Linked DNA regions of Oryctolagus cuniculus: regions 2 and 3 are each linked to region 1. The links are chromatin contacts, called in public Micro-C maps. All regions are on one chromosome and are shown on one strand. The core of a region is the stretch at or near the end of the contact, and the rest is flanking DNA. Distances in the headings are between cores, read along the strand shown. Region 1 overlaps FNDC3B (fibronectin type III domain containing 3B). Region 2 overlaps FNDC3B (fibronectin type III domain containing 3B). Region 3 holds the start of FNDC3B (fibronectin type III domain containing 3B).

Evidence for each region. A called contact is a pair of places that touch in the nucleus more often than the background predicts.
Region 2: a contact with region 1 is called in a Micro-C map of ear pinna, with 2.7 times the contacts expected there. The contact joins two enhancer-like sites. A contact is called at or near these places in 2 of 6 Hi-C or Micro-C datasets (ear pinna and psoas muscle).
Region 3: a contact with region 1 is called in a Micro-C map of ear pinna, with 2.0 times the contacts expected there. The contact joins the promoter of FNDC3B here to the enhancer-like site in region 1. A contact is called at or near these places in 2 of 6 Hi-C or Micro-C datasets (ear pinna and an unstated tissue).

Annotation. Positions count from the first base shown.
Region 1 is chr4:108,070,469-108,073,262 of mOryCun1.1, reverse strand. The region is part of intron 3 of FNDC3B (fibronectin type III domain containing 3B); the gene reads left to right. Among named protein-coding and RNA genes, the nearest start is that of FNDC3B, 130 kb to the left of the region's middle. Within about 2 kb of position 1,427, at least 7 of the 8 cell types and tissues checked have an H3K27ac peak or open chromatin away from gene starts, as enhancers often do. A contact at or near this core is called in ear pinna, where this site is marked.
Region 2 is chr4:107,916,061-107,918,854 of mOryCun1.1, reverse strand. All of the region lies in intron 11 of FNDC3B (fibronectin type III domain containing 3B), which reads left to right. Among named protein-coding and RNA genes, the nearest start is that of GHSR, 130 kb to the right of the region's middle. Within about 2 kb of position 1,359, at least 3 of the 8 cell types and tissues checked have an H3K27ac peak or open chromatin away from gene starts, as enhancers often do. A contact at or near this core is called in ear pinna, where this site is marked.
Region 3 is chr4:108,199,974-108,202,767 of mOryCun1.1, reverse strand. FNDC3B (fibronectin type III domain containing 3B) reads left to right here and starts at 1,352. Exons shown (of 25, transcript XM_070072505.1): 1 at 1,352-1,494.

The DNA of each region.
Region 1 (2,794 bases), core at 178-2,677:
AGAGACCTTTCATCTGCTGGTTCACTCTCCAAATGCCTCAATGGCCTGGACTGGGTCAGGACAGAGCCAGGAGCCTGGAACTCCATCTGGGTGCAGGGGCCCAAGCACTTGGGCCATCTTTTCCTGCAGAGGGCCATCTTTTCCAGCAGAGGGGAGCTGGATCCGAAGTGGAGTAGCTGGGACTGGAACCGTCCTTCCTATGGGATGCTGGTGTCGCGGGTGCTGGCTCAACCCTGGCACCTCCATCAACTTTTTGATGCCCCTTCATGTTTATGTAAAGCCTATGGTAGCTAATCAAAGTAGAAATAGTTACTTGGTTTTGCTTAAAGCGAGATGTAGCAGACTAACATTAGGCATTAGGGACAGCCAATGGAGATAGGCCGCAGCCCCTGCAGGTGTGATGCCGAGGACTCTCGGGAACCATGGGTGGGCTGCTTTTTCGTTATTACCAGTGGTTGAAACTGAAAAGGAATGCCTTTTATATCACTGACCCTCTGCCTACCTGTAACATCTTGATTTGTTTCGGCTGCTGCTTCCTTTTCACAAAGAGCTTTTCATCTGGCTCTGCATTTTTTTCCTTTTCTGCTTTGCTCCTGATGCCTCTCTTGCTATAGCTCCCTTGAGATGCCTCTGCATCTTGTATTTGGGATTTTGTTTTCCAGGGGCGCTTAGCTCTTGCTCTTTGTGTCTGCCAGGACTGATGGGGTCGGCCAGCCTTTGTCGTGCCTCTACTGCGTGTGTGTGTGTGTGTGTGTGTGTGTGTGTAGAGTTCTCTTCTGCCCATGCTCATGGCCAGGGCCTCTCCTCTCCTTGACACAACATTCTCTGTGTCCTGCATGCTCTGTCTTCACTTCCTTTCTCTCCTGTTTCTCCATGGGAAGGGCTGTTTTCTTTAGCAGACTTGGTATTTTGGGAGTGAGAAAGTGTTGACTTTGGGGCTCTCCCCTGCAGCCCCTCCCTGCGAGCATAAGGGGAAGCCCTCAGCTTCAGAAGTTTTGGAGAAACATCACCTTTCTTCTTTTCGCCCACGGCCCCAAGGGTTTAACTTGAGGCAAATTAAGGTTGGCTTAGATATCCCAGGTGCCTAGGAGCCCTCTGATTTTTCCCAAGCCCACCTTAATCATGTGGGTTCCTGTAATGGGTGGGATTAGTACTGGAACTCTGAGCCAGCCACAGTGCAGTGCAGTGTGGGCCTGTCTGGGGGACAGCTCTTTGAATAGAGAGATCCGCCTACTGCTGGTTAGGAATCCCTTGGTGAGGTGTCCGATTGACATGTGGCCAGCCGGCCCTGTTTACTGTACTTTGTGTGTGTGTGTGTGTGTGTGTGTGTGTGTGTGTGTCTGAGGCAGGCAGACAGGCCTGTAGCGGCCCCTCTTGTGCGTCAGCCCCTGAGGTCAGGTTTTCCGTCCTGACTCACGCGTGTCAGGGCTGCTGCAGCGATTGGTGGACCCGGGCTGTGCAGCATTTCCTCCATCGGATTCGGCAGCCCAGAGCCGCAGCGAGGTTTGATTTGGCTTGCGGCAGCCTTTTCCGAATGTGAATTTGGATGCAGTACAGTAAGTCCTCTAAGAAAAGGAGGCGAAGGAGAGAAAGGCAGTGCTCTTTAGCTGGAAATACCGGGGGAGGGGGGACGGCGAGGAACAGGGAAACCATAACCCGGAGCGTGGCGCTCAGGGCCAGCCTGCAGTCTCCAGGCCGGGCGCTCCCTGCACTGGGGGGCGGGCACAGGGGCCGGCCTTGTGCCCCTGCTCCGCGCCGCGCCGCCTCCTCCAGGCCTCCTCCAGCCGTCTGAGTGTGAGCCGGCAGCCAGGCCGTTTCCTGCTGACGTGGCCTCCCGCAGCCCCGCAGAACAGAGCCGCCTCAGTACGCTGAGGAAGCAGCAGCCCAGCGCATGAATCACCGGCGGCATAAGGAACACGTTCAGAGGGGAAAGCGCCTCCCCTCTGCAGGTTTCCTTCTAGATACACTTGAAAGACACCTTTCTTAGTGGAAGGGAGTAGGAGGGAAGAATGCCTCACACAGAGGCTGGCTTGGCCACAGCAAGGCTTTCTAATCAGCAGGAGTCCACTGGCGGGGTGGGGCTGTCTGAGGGGCTTGCTCCCGCCCCACAGCGTTCTGCTGCTCTTGCAGAGGTGGGCTGGGATGTGAGAGCCCAGCCTTGTCCCGCAGGCAGATATGAGACTGTGTCCTGGTGGAAGTAGCTCTCAGCTTGGTAGGAACAGGAGAGAAGGACTTTGAGCAAATCCTGTGGTGTGATTTCTCGTCCAGGGCTTGGATGTTCCACCTGATGCTCAGTGGAGGCTTGTATTCCAGCTACCCTCAAATACTGCTTGCTTGTGCTTGTTTGAAGTTTCAGGACAGCTCCTTGTTTTTGTTTTGTTTTTAAAGATTTAAAGAGCAGGAATCTTCCAACTGCTGGTTCGTGCCCCAGATGGCCACAACGAAGCCAGGTGCATGCAATGCTAGCCCCTGGAATAGCTCCTAGTTGCCTTCTTCTAATAGGGCTTCCCCTGCCCCCCACAGCAAAGGTGTTATGGAATTTTAGAGTGAGGAGGGCCTTCAATTCTTAGATGCAGACCTTCTGTGGTGTTAATCCGTTCTTTCAGTTACTGCAGAACCTTTTCCTTGGTTTGTCTCACGTGAGCCCCCATCTGAAACAGATGGATGTGAGGTCGAGGGACACAGGTCCACTTTACCTGTTCATCTTTAAACTGGTGATGGCCCTTGAAACTTTGTCACTTGGCCACCTGACATTTGCAGCATCTCAGTTAGGAAACCACTGATCTGATCCAGT
Region 2 (2,794 bases), core at 110-2,609, 150 kb after region 1:
TCAACAGCTTATAAGTTGTAGTCTCAGATGTTGTTTTAATTGGTGCCATACAAAATACTGACTAGTGCTGTTATAGGCAGTTACTCTGAACAAATGCAGATCTTCTCAGATCTTGCTCGGATTCATATTGATAGTGACGATCAGTGGAAACCTGGATTAATAGTGTCCACACGCTGAGTGGTCCTGGTGCCCTGTGCAAGTCCTGTAGCCACTGAGCCTCAGCCTCTCTTCTTGAAATAATTCAGTCAGTTATCCCACTGATACTTAAGATTGAATGAGATAACTTGGGCAGTAGCTGACTTAATGGTCCTCATATTCAGTATACTGATTATTCCATGTGTTTAGTGTAAATCTGCCCAAACAGATATTAAGGTCAGGGGTTAAAAAAAAAGTCAACACTTAAGAGGAAATGAAGGAAATAGAACATTCTTCTCTCAGGAATTTAAACAGGAGCCCTGGGGTTAGTGTTGTTATTTTGAACTAAACAAAAACTGATGTCGATGCTATATATAAGTATCAATTTGCTCTTAGCTTAGCTACTGGGCAGAACATACAGGGAATATGCAGAAGAGCCAGAAAAGTAGCTTTGTGGGAATGTAACCAGTGGAGTTCTGAGGAAGCGTCCTCACATGTGATTCAGCTAGCCCAAAAGGAAGTTCATATCGGGTTTTCCTGGTGACTAATGAACCAACACAGCTGCACAACACAGTGGACTAAGGATGAAATAAATACCATGGGAAGCTAGATGAGCATAATTTGAAGTCGACAGCAGAAAGGGCGAGCAGCAGGTAGAGCCCACGAGGCCCCAGGGAATATTAGCAACTAGACCAGGTCAGCCCAGCGGTCATGTTGCAGAACCCTCGCGGGGCGGGGAGCTGGCCCCAGATTGTGTCTTGTGGGCCGGCCAGTGCAAGAGGAGGCAGCTTCACTCATTGACTGACTGAGCTGGCCCCAGAGAGGAAAATGGTAATTTACTTATTAATCAGAGTGCTGTGTCGCTCGGGTTGATAATCTCCGAGAACATTTCCTGGTATGAGTTATGAATGTGATGACTGGGGCTCTTCTGGGGCGATGAGCAGCATTCTCGGATTGGAGGGAACTGCAGCATCAGTGCAGAGTGACTTCCTGGGTCCTGCAGGGGCATAAGAAACCTTGCTGAGAGCCTGGTTGGCTCTCTGTGAGGTGCCACATGGCTCTGTTTGAACAGTGTGCTGGTTCCGTGAAAAAAATCAGGAAGGTAGGCTTCCATTCCCCAACCAGTGCCACTGTCTGGCTGGAATATGGTGGGATGGGACCACTGCCCAGGCCCAGGCGATCTTTGGTCATTCTCAGTGACTGCTCTGTGGGGACTGAGGAGTGTGGCCCTGGGTTCATTTAGCACTGCATCCATCGGACACTTTCTGTCTCATGATTGTCTACACTGATTCCGGGACCCGGCTCATCCTGGACCTTCACTGCTGCATCACAGAGCCAGAGGACTCACCTCCCCCTGTGTAGCTGCCCTTGGAGGAGACTGGGCCAGGAAGGATTTGGTAACTCAGAGGGGCCCCGAAGTGCCACGGCTGGGTTGAAAGCTGCTCAGCCCCAGATATCACATGTTGGAAGCAGCTTCTCTCCCTGCTTATTACCATTTGTGAGGTGTGTTTGGGCAGCAGACCTGGGAGAGCTTCTGTCTAAGGCTGAATCACAAATACCCATCTTGATCCCTGGCACCCGATTGATCATCTTGTGTTTGTCATGCCTGCTGGCTGCCAGCTGGAAGACCACTGCTTTGGGCCTTGGCTAGGTAGGTGCACAAAGCCCGCCCTTCCCCAATTTCATCTCTAAATGTATCCTAAATTTACATCCTCTGCTCTCACCTCTCCCTTCCCTGGGAGGTCTGCACACATTGATCTTATCACAGCACATGACACCAGATGAACCCCAGTGTTTGGAGAGACGCATAGGAAAATTAGGTTGGTTTGTTTAAATCATAGGACCTGGTGATAATCCTGGATTATTTCTGGTTTCCAGGCCTCTTCCACTAACAGAACAACTAGTGTGCCAGGGGATGAAATGTGTGCAGTGTTTGTTTAGCACCATGCAACCACAAACCATCGGCCCCCTTTTACCTTGCAGGCTCCTCTGTGCCAGAGTGCTCAATAAATTGAAAGAGGCCTCACTGTGGGAATGGAGGGGTTTGGCACAAGGAGCTTCTGAATCCACTGAGATGGGCAGTGTCCCCACCTCCCTGTCCTGAACCCCTTCTTATATATGGTTATGTTGAATAGACACATGCTCTTTTATTTCTCAAGCCAGCATTTATCTTTGATGTTGCCTAGGGCTGGCCAGTGTTGGAACAACTTCTAAATATAGGCGCGCTAGCAGACTAAATCTTTTGAGCCTGGCAGTAGTTCAGTTGGCCAGCGCCCTTATTTTTTTTATTTGATTTATTGTTGCCGTTTCTGCCAGGTTGAACTGTGCTGTTTCAGAGTGCCCAGCCCAGAATTACTCAGCCTATGTCTGGATCCAGCAGCCATGGGCCGCAAGCAGGTGATAACCAGATTCACCTGATGTGATAACCAGATTCAGCTAACTTACTTAGCAGGCCATTATCAAACCTTGTAAGGGCAGCTCAGCAAGACACGAAAGAACCTGTAAGACCCAAAGGGAAATGGAAAGAGGCCACAGAGTAAGAAAACATGAGAAACAATACCAGTCACATGGGAAAAGGGAACCAGTTTGCCTTGGATCCTGGCATCTTAGGTTGGCCACTCTTCATCCTTGGGCCAGGAATGAAGCCATTATAAAGAGG
Region 3 (2,794 bases), core at 103-2,602, 130 kb before region 1:
GACTGTGGGAAGGGAGAGAGATTCTGGCTACAGCTCAAGGATCAGTAAATGATCTTACAGAGGGAAGATGAAGAGTGTTCTAGACAGAGGGGAGGCACAAAGGGACCCAGGTGACTCTGGGTTAAACTGGGCTGGAGGGCATGGCTCAGGGGGAAGCTGGCAAGGCCAAGGCTGGAGTCCAGTTGGGTCTGGTGGGACCGGTCCCCTGTGCCTGCATGAGAGCCTGGACCGTGCTCTGTGGCTCCTGGGGAACCCTTGCCTTTTTTCTGTGTTTGCCCACACAGAACTATGACCCAGGATTGGACCGGTAATTTAGAAAGACGGCTTCAAGGGGCTGGCGTTGTGGTACAGTCGATTAAGCTGCTGCTTGCCATGTTGGGCATCCTGCATTGGAGTACTCGGGTCAGTCCCGGCTACCTCAATTCGGATCCAGCTCCCTGCTAATGCACCTGGGAAGGCAGCAGAAGGCAGCCCAAGTACTTCGGCCCCTGCCACCCACTTGGGAGAGCTGGATGGAGTTCCTGGCTCCTAGTTTAACAGTTGAGGCCTAGTGCAGTTACTCAGAATTCCTCCCGGGGCAGCCATGGAAGGCAAGGGCTTCTCTGCGTGAACCTCAGTTCTCCTTTCCTGATATCCCTTGTTAATTTGAGGGGAAGAATGGGATGGGGGTCTATAAACCTTCGTGAGCCTGAGTAACGGGAACACACGCATTTGACTCAAGTAATACAAACCTAACGGTCACCTTATGAGTCCTATAGTGATCCCTGCGCTGTGCTGTGCTCGACAGGTACAGATAAGAGCAAGGCATATTCCGAGAGTGCATACTGGCTAATGAAGGGGGAAACAGGCATTTCCACTCGGTTAAGTGAGCTGGTGCCACGTGAGCTGCGAGAACAAAAGCGGTGGCAATACAGAAAGGAGTGCCAGAACAGCACACTGGGTGTCTGCGGGGATTAACAACAGAAATAAAGGAAATATAGGTGTAAATGAAAAAAATGTGTCAGGGCTTCAGCTTTGTGACTGAGCTCACACTGTTTATCCCGGTGTTTTGGCGATCTGCAGAGCGCGCACCGTCCCGGTTCGGGCGTCGCCGGTTCTTCCACGCCTCAGACCTCCCTAGTCCGGCTGAGTCAAAAGGAGTTCCAGCTCGGTGAGGCTGTGCGGGGGCCAGCCAGCGAGGCTCCCCCAGCTCCAGCGCGTCTGCGATTGTGTCGGCGGGACTACTCGGCGGTTTACGGCAGTGGGCGGGCCCCAAATCCCCATGTGGTCCCGACATCATTGACATGGCGGAATCCCCCATCAAACCCTCCTGGTAGTTATTTGAGCGGCGGCGGCGGCCGGAGGAGGAGGAGGAGGAGAGCAGCGGCGGCGGCGGCGGCGGCGGCGGCGGGAGCAGCGAAGGGGGCGGCAGGGATCCTGCGGGCTGCCGACTGGGAAGGCGTGGGCGACGCGTGTGTGGCGCGCCCGGAGCCCCGCGTTTCAGCCCCAGGGAAGGTAAGGCGTGCAGGCGCCCGGGGGCTGCAGCCCACCGGGACCCCGCGCTCGGCCGCCTGCTCCCGGCGCGCTGGAAAGCCCCGGCCGGACGCCTAGTCCGCCAAAGTGCGTTCCCGTCCCGGGAGCGCTCTGGGCTTCCCGGGGAAAACTTGGCGCCGGAGTGCGGGGGAGCCCCGCGAACACGGGGCCCGTGAGGGGGCGGCCTCTCCTGTCTGCCCCCCACCCCCACCGCCGTCCCCCCCTCCCCGGCCCGCGCTCGCCGGGGTCTGGAGGAGGGAGGGACGGGCTTGATTCCTCCCGTGGGGAAGAAAAGCCGGGCAGCTGCCCCCGGCCTCCCCCTCCCCAGCCTCCCGCGGCCGAGGTCCGAGGAATCCGCTCCCCCGCCCGGAATCCCCGCGGCAGGAACGCCGGCGGGAGGGGGAGGCGGCGGCGGCCGGCCGAGGAATCTCCGACGTGTCACTTTCCGAGGCTGTAGATTTCCATATGGTGGAGGGCGGAGGCGCGCGTGCCAAGTGGGGCTGCGAGTCGGGGGGCGGCGCGGGCCCGGGGGCACGGACTCCGGCGCTGGCCGGGAGGGTCCCGCGCCCTCGCCGCGGGCCGCCCGCCCCCGGCCCGGCCCCTACGGGACACTCCCCGCCTCGCCGCTGGCCACCTTCGAGCGCGCCACGTCCTCCCTCCCCGTCCTGCCCCACAGGCTCCCCCCCGGGCTGGGGGCGGTAACCGGCGGCCGCGGCCGGACTTGGCGAGCCTGGCGGCTGGGAGCTCGGGCGGGGGAGCGGGGCGCGGCGGGAAGACGCGGGCGACCCGGAACGTGGCCAGCGGAGCTCCGGTCAGTCGGTCACCCCCGAGGGGCGCCGCGGCCGGGGGTGGGGCGGCGGGCGGAATCCGCACCCCGAGGCGGCCGCGAGGGGCCGGGCGGGCCGGGGCCGGGGCCGCGCGGACCGTCTGGTGGCCGTGGCGGGGCGGGGGCGGCCGGCGTGGGAAGGGCCTGTCACCCTGGGCAGAAAGCCGGGCCCCGGGCTGTGCCCGCGAACTTTCCCTGGCGTCCCGGTCGAAGACGCGGACCCGGGCCCGGCGTCCCGGGAGACGGGCTGGGCCGCCGAGGCGCCGTTGGCGGGGAGGCTTCCAGGAGTGCGCTGTGGGAGTTGGAGATTTTCGAATCCCAGATCCCAGCCTGCCCGCTCCGGCGAGAGGAAGCGCTGGCATTTTTATCCAGACAGTGCCGTTTGCAGACTTCCTTCCAAGTTACAACTTTTTATTTTCTCTCCTCTTCAGCGCAGCATTTTCTTTAGACAAAACG